Linked DNA regions of Ovis aries: region 2 is linked to region 1. A link is a contact called in public Hi-C data. All regions are on one chromosome and are shown on one strand. The core of a region is the stretch at or near the end of the contact, and the rest is flanking DNA. Distances in the headings are between cores, read along the strand shown. Region 1 has its middle 9.7 kb from the start of TRNAR-CCU. Region 2 overlaps TBCE (tubulin folding cofactor E).

Region 1 (5,978 bases), core at 899-3,398:
GATGTCCTGTAAAGAGAGGACACGTAGGGCTATCCTCCAGGCGCTGGGCTGACTTCCCTGCATCTGCCAGCGTGGGGCAGTGCTCCTGTAAAGATCGGGCCCTGCACTCCTGAGTGCCCACAATAAGGGGGAGCTCTCGGGAAGTGGGGGGATGTTCCTGAGGAACCAGGACGTGGGGTGGGTGGGGGCTGGACCCGAGGTGGGCGACCCCTGCCCCCCTCCTCATCCGCTCTGGGCAGGATGGATGGCGAGGGGGCCAGAGGAAGCCTCCTGTGCTCTCTGCTCCCTGGCAGGGTCCCTGCCTCCACCCCCTCCTCAGACCGCCCGAGGTCACCCCCTCTCCCTCACACAGCCCCCCACCTCCTGTGGTGAACTCATAGGTGCTGACTGAGTGTCCCTGAGGCTCCAGGGGTGCTCTTTCAAGCAAGACATGTCGGCATCGCTTCACTGGAGAAAGCATCTTTAGCTGCTAGTAATTCATTAATTAAATTTTATTTTTGGGTGCCCTGGGTCTTCATCGCTTAGAGGGCTTTCTCTAGTTGCGGCGAGAGGGGCTCCTCTTTGTTGAGATTCTCGCTGCCCCCTGCGGGGGCGTCTCTGGCTGTGGAGCCCAGGCCCTTGGGCTTCCGTGGTTGCAGGTCCTGGGTTCCGGAGCGGACGTTCAGTAGCTGAGCGCACGGGCTTAGTTGTTCCACGGCAGGTGGGATCGTCCCCAGAAATGGAACTTGTGTCTCCCGCCTCGGTAGGCAGATTCTTAACCACTGGACCACCAGGCAGTGCAGTGGTGAACACTTACTGAGCACCTGTTGTATGCAGGCAGCTGTGAGGCGTGCTTTCCCTATGGTGATGTTGTCTCCGACGTCCTGGGCACTTGCTGGGTGCTCTTGTCCTCATTTTACAGATGTGGCAGCTGGTACACAGTGTGGGGCTTGTCCTCTGAGGCCAGGTTTGTATGAGCAGCAGGCCGAGGCTCACCTGGTCCCGGGCTCATCTCATTTGTCTACCTGCTGCTGGAGAGCCCCAGATAAATTCAGGCATCACAGGCTGGTCCCCCAGCAGAGGGGGTCATGGGGGTGAGGGAGGTGGGGCTCCCGAGCCTATGCTCCCCTCTTCGGAGATCCACTCTCCGCCCCAGGGCAGGGTAGCTTGCCCACCTCTTCCATTGTCTCAGGCCTAACGAGGGGCCTGTGCCTGGCTCGCCCATCCATTCCCTACTCAGACTGACTGTGCCAGACGCTGAGCCTCCCAGCAGGAAGATGCTGTCATCTGTTGACCTGTGGTCTGGGGGGACCCAGGTGGCACCCCTGCGCTCAGGCTTGTTCAGGGGATGGACCCGTCTCTCGCAGGCAGCTGAGGGCTGCCAGCCTGCCAGCCACTGGTGAGTGCTAGGTACCAGACCCTGTAGAGTAAACTGCATCCTCATCTCCTCATGTTCTATGCTAAGATGACTTTTCAGTGAATTCACTGGGAAACCTGACTTTGGGAGAGCCAGAGGTCTGGAGATGATCTGGACTTGGCCGCATGTGGGTCTGGGCCGTGGAGAGACCAGCCGGGGACCTCCCTCAGGGCAGCCAACTGAACTGAGCCCAGCTTGTATTCTGAAAGAGTGTTCAGCCCCTTTTCCTTGGAAACCCATCCCCAGGCCACGTGCATTGGACGATTCGTTTGCCACATTGCTTCTCCTCGATGGGGACCCATGACTTCCGGAGAGCCAGGAGCGGGGGTCCCCGGTCTCGGTGGCTTTGCTCCAGAGGGCCTGCTCTGCTGCGGCTGCTTCTGCTGCTGCTTTTTCATAGCTAATATTTATCTGGCTGCTCTTGGTCTTAGTTGAGGCATGCGGAATCTAGTTCTCTGGCCAGGGAGGCAGGCACAGTGGGGCTGGAGCCCTGGCCTCCCCGCTGTGGTCCACAGGGCACCTCCACCCAGGGGATGAAGGGCTCTGAGAGGCCAGAGCGGCCCTTGTTCTCTGGAGGGGCCGATGTGGGTGGTGGAATCGAGTGACAAAGCTGGCCTTCCACGTGGGGAACTACAGTCATGGGGCCCCCTGCTCTGAGCAAGGCTGGGTGTCCTCAGATCGGGACCCCAGGTCTGGGTCAGCTGCGGCGATGGGGCTCCTTGCTCTGTCAGGTCCTGGGTGCCGATCAGCAGCTCCTGCCCGTCCCCAGGCCCAGACAGTAGATCTTCTGTGAGTCAGTGACATGCGCCCGGCTATCCCCGCCGGGACTGCATAAATCTTCTCGTTTTTGCCATATCACTGGCTCTCGTGACAGCTCAAGATGTTTCTCTGCTTCTGAGTATCCCTTTTATTAAAAGGCGCTGGAGCCCTGCAGACGTGTTAACCAGTGGCCCCTCTGGCCCCCCTGGCCTCTCCTTTCTCAGCTCAGCTTTCCCTCTTCGCTGCTCCCACAAGTCTTTCACATCATTCATTTTGACATTTAAAAGTTTCCAAGCTTGATCTGAGATGCCACAAACACTGCCATTGTTATTTGGTGGGCTCTGGAATGCTGAGAATCCCAGGACTGGGGCGGGGGGTGGGGGAAGGGCGGGCCTGCCTGCCTTGTCTGGATGCAGGGAGCTCAGTCCTTGCTGGGAGGTGGGCTTCCGCCCTGGGGTTGTGGCCGCTCCCGCCTTCTGCAGGCTCTGCTTGCCTTTCGGGCTTCTTTCCTTCTCACCAGGCCAGTCCCTCCTTTTGTTTTTCTTGAGGATCCTAGAATCTTAATGTTCCACTTTTTCAGGAAAGTTGCTCCTATTACCCAGGGGTGATTCCGTCACCTTCTCCCTGGCTCCTGCTCCTAACAGGCCCTCCATATTTCAGCAGAGGCTGTCAGAGAGAGCAAAGCTGGCCGCGCTGGGTCTCGGGCCACGTGGCGCCATCTCTGACGGTTCTTGGTGGTGGTGCTTTAGTTGCCAAGTAGAGTTCGACTCTAGCGACCCCATGGACTGAAGCCCGCCAGACTCTCTGTCTGTGGGACTCTCCAGGCAAGAGTACTGGAGTGGACTGCTGTGCCCTCCTCCAGGGGATCTTCTCGACCCAGGACTCAAAGCTTCATCTCTTATATCCCCTGCATCTCTTGTACCTCCTGCATTGGCAGGTGGGTTCTTTGCCACTAGCGCCTGAGAAGCCCCTGATGGTTCTTGTGCTGTGCTTACTCAGTCTTGTCTGGCTCTTTGTGACCCCATGAAATGTAGCCCGCCAAGCTCCTCTGTTCTTGGGATTTCCCAGGCACGAATACTGGGGTGGGGTGCCATTTCCTACTCCAGGGGATCTTCCCTACCCAGGGATCGAACCAGTATCTCTCACGTCTCCTGCATTGGCAGGCAGATTCTTTACCACTAGTGCCACCTTGGGTTCACGGGGTAGGAAAAATGGTGACAAAAAGGCAGGCCTCGTTACCCAAGTGTTATTTTTGTCTGCTAAACACATGAAACAAAATAGAACTACATCCACCATCACAATCACCTTCATTTCCTAAAGCACTTTTGACGCCTAAAACGTAGTAGGAAGGGAACAAAATCAGAGTGAAACCCAGTTTTTGCCAACAAAGGACAAATTTCACACTGACATTTTTACGTGGACCAGTGAAAATTCTACCAAAGCCGAGTGTCAGTTAAAGGGGACCAGTATTTCCAAATTAGAGCTCCTCAAACTTTAAATGCATGCACGGGGGGCTTCCCTAGCAGTCTGGGGGTTCAGACTCTGTGCTTTCAACACAGGGATTGGGTTCCATCCCTGGTCAGGGAACTAAGATCCCACGTGCCTCTTGGCAAGGCCAAAAGTTAAAAAAAAAAAAAAAAAAATAGACGTATGCACAAATCTCCAGACCCTTGTTAAAATGCAGATTCTTATTCATTAAGTTGGAATGGGGCTTGGAAGTCTTTTTAATAAGTTCTCAAGTGAGGCCCCGCTCCCAGTGCTAGGTCTTGAGTAGTAAGGGTCTGCCCTGTACAGAGCCCCAAACAAAACCGAGGTTCCATCACCCTTCTGAAGAATAAAATTAGGTAAAGTGTTGTTTTGTATCACGTGAACCAAAACATCACTTATCAACTAGATTCTCTGCTATGGCCTGTCCATAGCATCTCCCACAGACTGCTGTCTGGCTGTAAGTTCCACAGATAAAGTCAGAGGGCTGAATCATGGCTACTGGACAGCTTCAGTCATCCAGGCCAAGCATCAGCTAGACCAAAGGGAGCAGGGCTTTCAAGCCTGCCAATCCCTCTGGCCACCTGCCCCATCCTCCACCCCCAACCCACAGTGAGAGGTGCACTTGGCATCACCACCCTGCGCTGAAATCAGGTTTTCCATAACAGTACTTCGCCTTATTGCATGTGACACGTTCTAATTTTAAAAATACATAAAATGCTCATTCCTATAGACTCAGTGGGTTTTAGGGTCCACCATTAGGTTGTGACCCAGAGTCTGACAAATACACGTGCTCCTTGAAAGCCTTTTTACAAATTGATGTTACGTGAGTTTTTGATCTGTTGTGGAGGAAGGCACAGGTCTTCTGTAGCGTAAGAAGACCTAATTTAGGAAATACTGACTTAAAGTTATAGTCAAAGCTATGGTTTTTCCAGTAGTCATGTACGGATATGAGGGTTGGACCATAAAAATGACTGAGCACTGAAGAATTGATTCTTTCGAACTGTGGTGCTGGAGAAGACTCTTGAGAGTCCCTTGGACAGCAAGGAGATCGAACCAGTCAATCTTGAAAAAAATCAGCCCTGAATATTCACTGGAGATATATATATATATATATATATATATATATAATATTCAGAATAATATCAGCTTCACTGATGCTGAAGCTGAAACTCCAATACTTTGGCCACCTGATTTGAAGAGCCGACACTTTGGGGAAGACCCTGATGCTGGGAAAGATTGAAGGCAGAAGAAGAGAGCAACAGAGAATGGAACGGTTTTGCATGACATCACTGACTCAATGGAAATGAATTTGAGCAAACTCTGGGAGACGGTGAAGGACAGGGCAGCCTGGTGTACTGCAGTCTGTGGGGCTGCAAAGAGTAGGACATGAGTTAGTGACTGAACAAAAACACAGCACTGAAAATGATGATTTCTCCATATTATATACCCTGTCAGCTCTGTTTTTAAATTTTTTCTTACTTTTTTAATCCAACAATTTTTTAAAAAGTTTAAAATTTATTTATTTTATGGGTGTATGTATGCACTTATCTGGTTGTGCTGGGTCTTGGTTGTGGCATGTGGGATCTAGTCCCTCGATCAGGGGTTGAACCCAGAACCCTGTACTGGGAGCGTGGAGTCTTAGCCTTGGGCCACCAGGGAACTCCCCCTTATTTTTTTAAATTTAATTTTTATTTTATATTGGAGTATGGTTGATTTACAGTGTTGTGTTAGTTTCAGGTCAATCAGTTACACGTACACACACATCCACTCTTTTCTGATTCTCTTCCCATTTAGGTTATTGCAGAATATTGAGTAGAGTTCCCTGTGTTATACAGTAAGTCCTTGTTGGCTATCTATTTTATATATGCTGCTGCTGCTAAGTCGCTTCAGTCGTGTCCGACTCTGCGACCCCATAGACGGCAGCCCACCAGGCTCCCCCATCCCTGGGATTCTCCAGGCAAGAACACTGGAGTGGGTTGCCATTTCCTTCTCCAATGCATGAAAGTGAAAAGTGAAAGTGAAGTCGCTCAGTCATGTCCGACCCTCAGCGACCCCATGGACTGCAGCCCACCAGGCTCCTCTGTCCATGGGATTTTCCAGGCAAGAGTACTGGAGTGGATGCCATTGCCTTCTCTGATTTTATATATGCTAAGTCACTTCAGTCATGTCCGACTCTGTGCGACCCCATAGACGGCAGCCCACCAGGCTCTCCCGTCCCTGGGATTCTCCAGGCAAGAACACTGGAGTGGATTGCCATTTCCTTCTCCAATGATTTTATATATAGTAGTGTGTAAATGTTAATCCAAAACTCCTAAATTTATCATTCCCCCCCATG
Region 2 (5,978 bases), core at 1,871-4,370, 320 kb before region 1:
TAGAAGAGGTGATACCATGGGTCAAAATATACTCTTTGCTCTGTTTGGAAGAATAATTAATTTAGGCCTGTCTATCTGCTCTGCGGAACCTGCCTGTCAGGTACAGCTCACCTGTATGTGTGAGGCTGGCTTAGATGTGAAAGGGGGAGCCTGGCTGAGCCCTTGGAAAGTTGGCTCCTGAGATTAAAACTAATCAGATACTCAAGAAGCCTTGGCAAACATTAGTAAAATACAGAGCTCAGTGAAAAGCCCTTATCAGAAGTGAATTAAACAGTGCCTCCACTGAAATAACTCATTCCTAAAGCAGTTAAAGGCTAGAGGGTTCAGAATGAACAAGCACTTTTAATCACATCTCCTTCTCCCCAGTTAAATAACAAGGTACCCAGATGGCCCATCTTATGGGCTTGTGAAAAAACATGAAGACCTTCCAGTTCAACATGGTAACCTAATGTTCCATCTAATCAAAAGTAAAACACATTCCCTATTAATGAATCGCCTCATGTGACCATTTAAAAAACTAAAATCAAAGGATATTAAAGAATACATTAAACATCAATAAATTCAACTCGGCTGTCCTTCCCTTCACTCCCGCAGAGATGCTGTGAAGGAGCAGGAGAGGTTAGGACTTCATAATCATGTGCAGTTAGGCAACCACCAGTTCATACCTGAGGTTGAGGACTTCTAGGTGCTTGAGCTGATTGGCAATATCTATAACTTCTTCCCATGACGACAACAGATTCTTTGACAAATCGATGCTTCTAATATCTAAATGCACGTGCTAAGAAACAGTAATATGGAAAGATGCAGAAGAGGACAGTTGTTACCTTGGTTCTGGAACTTGGGATTTTTGCCTTTTCACTTTACGCTTTCTAGTCGGCTTGAAATTTTTTTCATGAACACATACTACTTTTACCCCTTTTTAATCATCTAGGTGTTCATCTAGAAACTAAAAGGTTCACTGTCACATACTGCATGCTTGAGGCAGACGCAGTCGAGTGAGTGGGAACCAAATGTCGTTAACAATGATCCATTCCAGCATTATTCCCCCATCAAAGTAACAAAAAAGGAAAAGACCCAACAGAGATGGTAATTCATCTGTCCAGCACCCAAGGTGTACCCACATATACTGCCTTTGGTACTGTGAGGCCCCTGCAGCCTTATGTCAAGCACTCAAGTCTCCTCCCAGGGGGTACTGCTGAACTCTGCACCCTAGGAACCCCCAAATAAGGAGAGGTGCCTCCAGGGGGTCAATAGCAGTTACTTTGGAGACATGTTCAAAAGGGCTAAGAATGACCTGGAATTCTGAGGGTCTCCTATAGACTGGATGGGGTTGGTGTGATACCCACCATCCCTGGTACAGGAATCCAGAGTGGGTAACCCAGGACAAAGGAGGGCCCCGGAGGGCACACGGGATGGTGGCAGTGTGTGCCATCAAGAGGCAGAGGAAAGCCTGAAGGGCTGGACCAGCTCAAAGAGGATTGTACATACTACTCCAGTATGTATGGAAACTGTTCCTCTGTCCTGCAAATAACGACTGGAGACCAAGTGTCTAGCAGTGAACACACCCATCAAAAGCACGTGCATCTCTGGTGTGCCAGGTACAGACATGCCTCAGAGTAACAGAGCTGGGCCTGCAGCAAAGGAGGCATAGGGGATTTATACCCAGTGCTCACGAAGGCCACCTGACCGAGAAGGTGACCTGTGGGCAAAGCTGAAGGAATTGAGGGAATGCCACCCTGGAGAAGCACGTCGGGGCAGAGGGGACGACAGGAGCAAACTCCCTGAAGCTGGAATGGGTTTGGCCTGTGGTGGGGGACAGCAAGCTCATGTCTGCCTGCGAACACAGGGTGGAGGCACTGGAAGGGAGGCCCCAAAGCCCAGGTCAGACCACACAGGGCTAAGTCTCTGTTAGTCTCTGCCTGCAAGGGGAGCTGCTGACGTGGGCTGACCCAGGTCTTTTAAAAGGCCATTCTACTGCACTGCTAAGGGACACACTGCAAGGAAACGAAGACAGAGCAGAAAGGGGAGGTGGGAGGCTCCCGAACCAGAGGGGCAGCAGAGGGAAGAGGCTGACGGGACTTGTCAATGGATTCAGATGAGACTTGAGAAAAAAGGAAGAGTTAAATTAACCCTGACGGTTTGGGCTGGTGTCACTGGAACTGCCCTTTATGGAGAAAGACTACAGAGGAGCAGGTGTCACTGGAACTGCCCTTTATGGAGAAAGACTACAGAGGAGCAGGTTTGAGGGGACACGTTCAATGCGAGATGACTGCAGACACCCCAGCAGAGGCAGCACACAGCGGACAGACAGGACTGGGACAGAGGCCGGAGTGCAGGAGCCTGGTAGCCACGCTGGACTGGCCTCATCAGGAGAGGCCGAGGGTCTAAGGTCTGAGCCTGGGGCGTGCTGACCTCTGGCACCTCAGTCTGCCAGAGACTGAGGGGGGTCAGCAACAGAGGGAAAGAGAACCAGAACCAAAGAACGACGGTCCGCGGCCCAGGTGGTCCACTGGGTGCAGACAGCATCTTGCTTTTTCACTGAAGGAAAAACCGAGCAGTCAGTAGCCGTGCTGCCTGGGGCGGGCCAACGGCTGTGAACTTAGATCCCGATCAGCCTCAGCCCCAAACCCATTTTCTTACAGCCCCCAATGCAACAAGGCATCATTGCCCATGAAAGATGGAGAAAGTCACTCTTAATACAAATAGTGGCGTCCATCAACAGGGCTGGTTGGAGAGGAAAGACTTGCCAATGAGGAAGCTCCACAAGGAGGCAGGAAGAGGGGAAGGCAGGCGGAGGAAAGGCCCAGAAGGGGATGAACCCAGCCGGACAGCAAATCAGAGCCTGTACCCTGCTCCAGCCGCTGTGGGCCTACTGAAGCCAGAGAGCTAAGGACGGTGTTCACGGTTTTAAATGGTTACATTTGAGGCGGTTATGGAAGCATCCACACAATATCCCAGTTTGCTGGTTGGCCACAGGCCTAAGGTACTTATTCCTTGGCTCGTTAGGGGACAGCTTGCCAGTTCCTGACCTAAGGAGCTCTGAAAGAACAGAGTGCAGGAGGGCTTGGAAATAACACTCAGAACTCTGGGGGCAGGATTCTTATGCCCTGATGGTAAGACACAGCACAGAACGGTGCTTGTTCACGCTCCAGGGCTTGCTGCCAGCAGAGTGGAAGTCAGTGGAGAAAGCAGCAGAGAAAAGCTGGGCCTCTGCCACTAGGAGAACAGCGGCCACCTGAAGGTGTCCATCCACATGGAAGAAGAAAGGGCCACAAGTGTGGGCCAGCTAGACACCACCCAGACACAGAGCATCCCCAGTCCCCCCGGCTCCTCCCCCAGCCACTTGGCCACCCACTCGCTCTGGGGGTCTCGAAGCCACCACAGGGGCAGTGGGGCTGACCCTGCACGGGCCCTTCCTCCTGCCCCTGAACTGCAGCCCCTCACGCTGCCATGTCCCCGCCGCTGCTCCGCCCTAGACGCGGACCCGCGTGCAGCGGTTGGCCTGGGCGCCTTTTTGTGACCAGCGGTCAAACCCCCACTGCCCTTCGTTCTCATCAGTCCTGCTAACTCCGGGCCATCAGGCTGCTTGGAAAGGGTTCATGTCCAGTCATTCTCCACTCGCTTGTGCTTTCCACCGTGTAGCTAGAATTATACATATTTCTACTAGCCTGTACAGAGCACAGCTGCTGCTGCTGCTAAGTCGCTTCAGTTGTGTCCCTCTCTGTGCGACCCCATAGAAGTCGCTCAGTCATGTCCAACTCCTTGCGACCCCACAGACAGCAGCCCACCAGGCTCCCCTGTCCCTGGGATTCTCCAGGCAAGAACGCTGGAGTAGGTTGCCATTTCCTTCTCCAATGCGTGAAAGTGAAGTTGCTCAGTCGTGTCCGACTCTAGCAACTCCATGGACTGCAGCCTACCAGGCTCCTCCGTCCATGGGATTTTCCAAGCAAGAGTACTGGAGTGGGTTGCCACTTCCTTCTCCAACAAAGCACAGGGATCACCTGTATTCAGACTTCAGCTTGATATAGTGGCCCCACACCCATACATGCACGTATGCGTGCGCGCACACACGCACACACACACACACACTCGAGGGCACACATACACACACACACACTCGAGGGCACACACACACACACACACACACTCTTGAGGGCACACACACACACGAGGGCACACACACACACACTTGAGCACACACAGTCCTGGGAGCTCTGTCACTCTCGCTCCTGTGGGATCCCCAAGTTCAGAGACACCTCTTCCCAGCCAAGCTCTCCGATCCACCACCGTCAGCCCTGGCTCAGTGAAGGATCTGAGAGAAGGATCAGTCTAGAAACGATGACTGGATTAAACACACCAGGCAATCCTTCAACTTCGGGCGAGAATTCAATCAGCGAGTGCAAGGCATTCATCACTGGGTCTGCAAATATAGGCCATGACTTGATTATCTCAGCAAACCTCATTGCCTCATGTCTTGGGGGACATTCTTGCCCAGGAGAAAGTGGTATAAACAAGCAAGATGCTGACTGCCCAGCACACTGCTGACAACTCCAATCAGCCGATCTGCACACCCAAACCCCTCTGCTGACCAGAACTTTTCTGTGTGCTGAAAATGAGCCTTGAACCATCCAATCCCAGTCTTCCGAAACCATTTAGGAGGAGGCCAGGCAGATATAGAATGCGCCACGCACTTCCGTGGCACTTTGCTCCTTACCTAGCTCCATTCCACACCCACCTCAATGCCCGGACTCTGTTCACACCCACCTCAGTGCCCGGACTCTGTTCACACCCACCTCAGTGCCCGGACTCTGTGGCCTAACCTGCAGAGGGAATGACCGCATCTGGGGCAAAGGTGGGGTGGGGGCGCTACTCACGGGCAGAAAGGACCAGTGGTCCCAAGTCCCAGCAGGCCCCCAGCGCCAAGGGACTGCACCTCTGAAACACTGGCTTGGGGAGCTATGCTTCAGTTCCTATCACAAGGTAGGTAGCGTCAGAGTGGTTAGAAATATTTTGCTAAAAGAAAGTTCTTCATCAGCCATCTCCTCAGTTGAGAGACCTATGAGCTGCTGTCTTTTGCATAAACTATTATGCAGAGATGAGGCAGGCTTAAGGAATTGAGAGAAGACCTTTTAAAGTTAGAGAAAGTCTATTTGACTTGCCACTTTTTGTTTTGAACGCCAAAAGATGCATTTATTTGGGGCTTGTTAGGACTGTAGCAGATCCAAGGAGCCCTTGAACCAGACTACACCCTACCAGACTACAAAGTGGGGCAAGTTTAATGATTTTTCTTTTAGACTGACCTCCTCTATTTTCAGGTGTGGGCATAAGAGAAACAGGGAGAAAAACAAAGAACACACTTACGAGAGACAGATGACAAATTTGGAAAAGCTTGTTTTTGAGGTATGATCTCAAACCGCATTGCTGCATGAGCAGGAACCTTAATGAAGGAAAGGATTTACTTCCCTCCCTCTCAAGAAGGCCGTCAGGGCTGCTGCAGTGGCCCCGGGGCCCTCCCAGGGCGCCAGTCCCTCTCCGCGCCTTCCCTGCCGGCTCTCGCCCCACAGCCTGCTGCCGAGCCCTGGACCCTCTGTCTGTGCTCAAAGAGGCGGGGGGCAGGGTGGTGGGCAACGGACAGAAGCTGGTCCAGCCATGTCTGTCCCCCTGGAAGAAACCCTGTCCAGACACTCCCATTTTACCTCTCTCTGGTCCGGGTGAGTCACACACCCCACTTGAAAGCAAATGGTCTAGGAAGGCAATTTCCCCGAGTGGCAACAACCTCAGGTGGAACCGAGTCCCCGTTAGGAGAACGGACATTGGGTAGGGAACCAGGGTGTCTGGCTCAAGTGTCCAATCCAGCCCGACCCCAGTGACGAGTTCTCACTGGAAAGGATACTGGGACAAGCCTTGGCAATTCCTCCTTGATCACCAGCACCATTTACTGCGCAGTTCCTCAAAGAAACGTCTTGCAACTTGCTCAG

Evidence for each region. Hi-C and Micro-C count contacts between places; a contact is called where the count stands out from the background.
Region 2: a Hi-C map of hypothalamus shows a contact between it and region 1, with 4 times the contacts expected there. The contact joins two enhancer-like sites. A contact is called at or near these places in 5 of 16 Hi-C or Micro-C datasets (hypothalamus, liver, mesenteric adipose tissue and 2 more).

What each region holds. Positions count from the first base shown.
Region 1 is chr25:7,223,086-7,229,063 of ARS-UI_Ramb_v3.0, reverse strand. No RefSeq gene overlaps it. Among named protein-coding and RNA genes, the nearest start is that of TRNAR-CCU, 9.7 kb to the right of the region's middle. Within about 2 kb of position 2,148, at least 5 of the 54 cell types and tissues checked have an H3K27ac peak or open chromatin away from gene starts, as enhancers often do. A contact at or near this core is called in hypothalamus, where this site is marked.
Region 2 is chr25:7,541,428-7,547,405 of ARS-UI_Ramb_v3.0, reverse strand. TBCE (tubulin folding cofactor E) reads right to left here. Exons shown (of 17, transcript XM_060406733.1): 6 at 5,894-5,978; 7 at 666-765. Among named protein-coding and RNA genes, the nearest start is that of B3GALNT2, 75 kb to the left of the region's middle. Within about 2 kb of position 3,120, at least 5 of the 54 cell types and tissues checked have an H3K27ac peak or open chromatin away from gene starts, as enhancers often do. A contact at or near this core is called in hypothalamus, where this site is marked.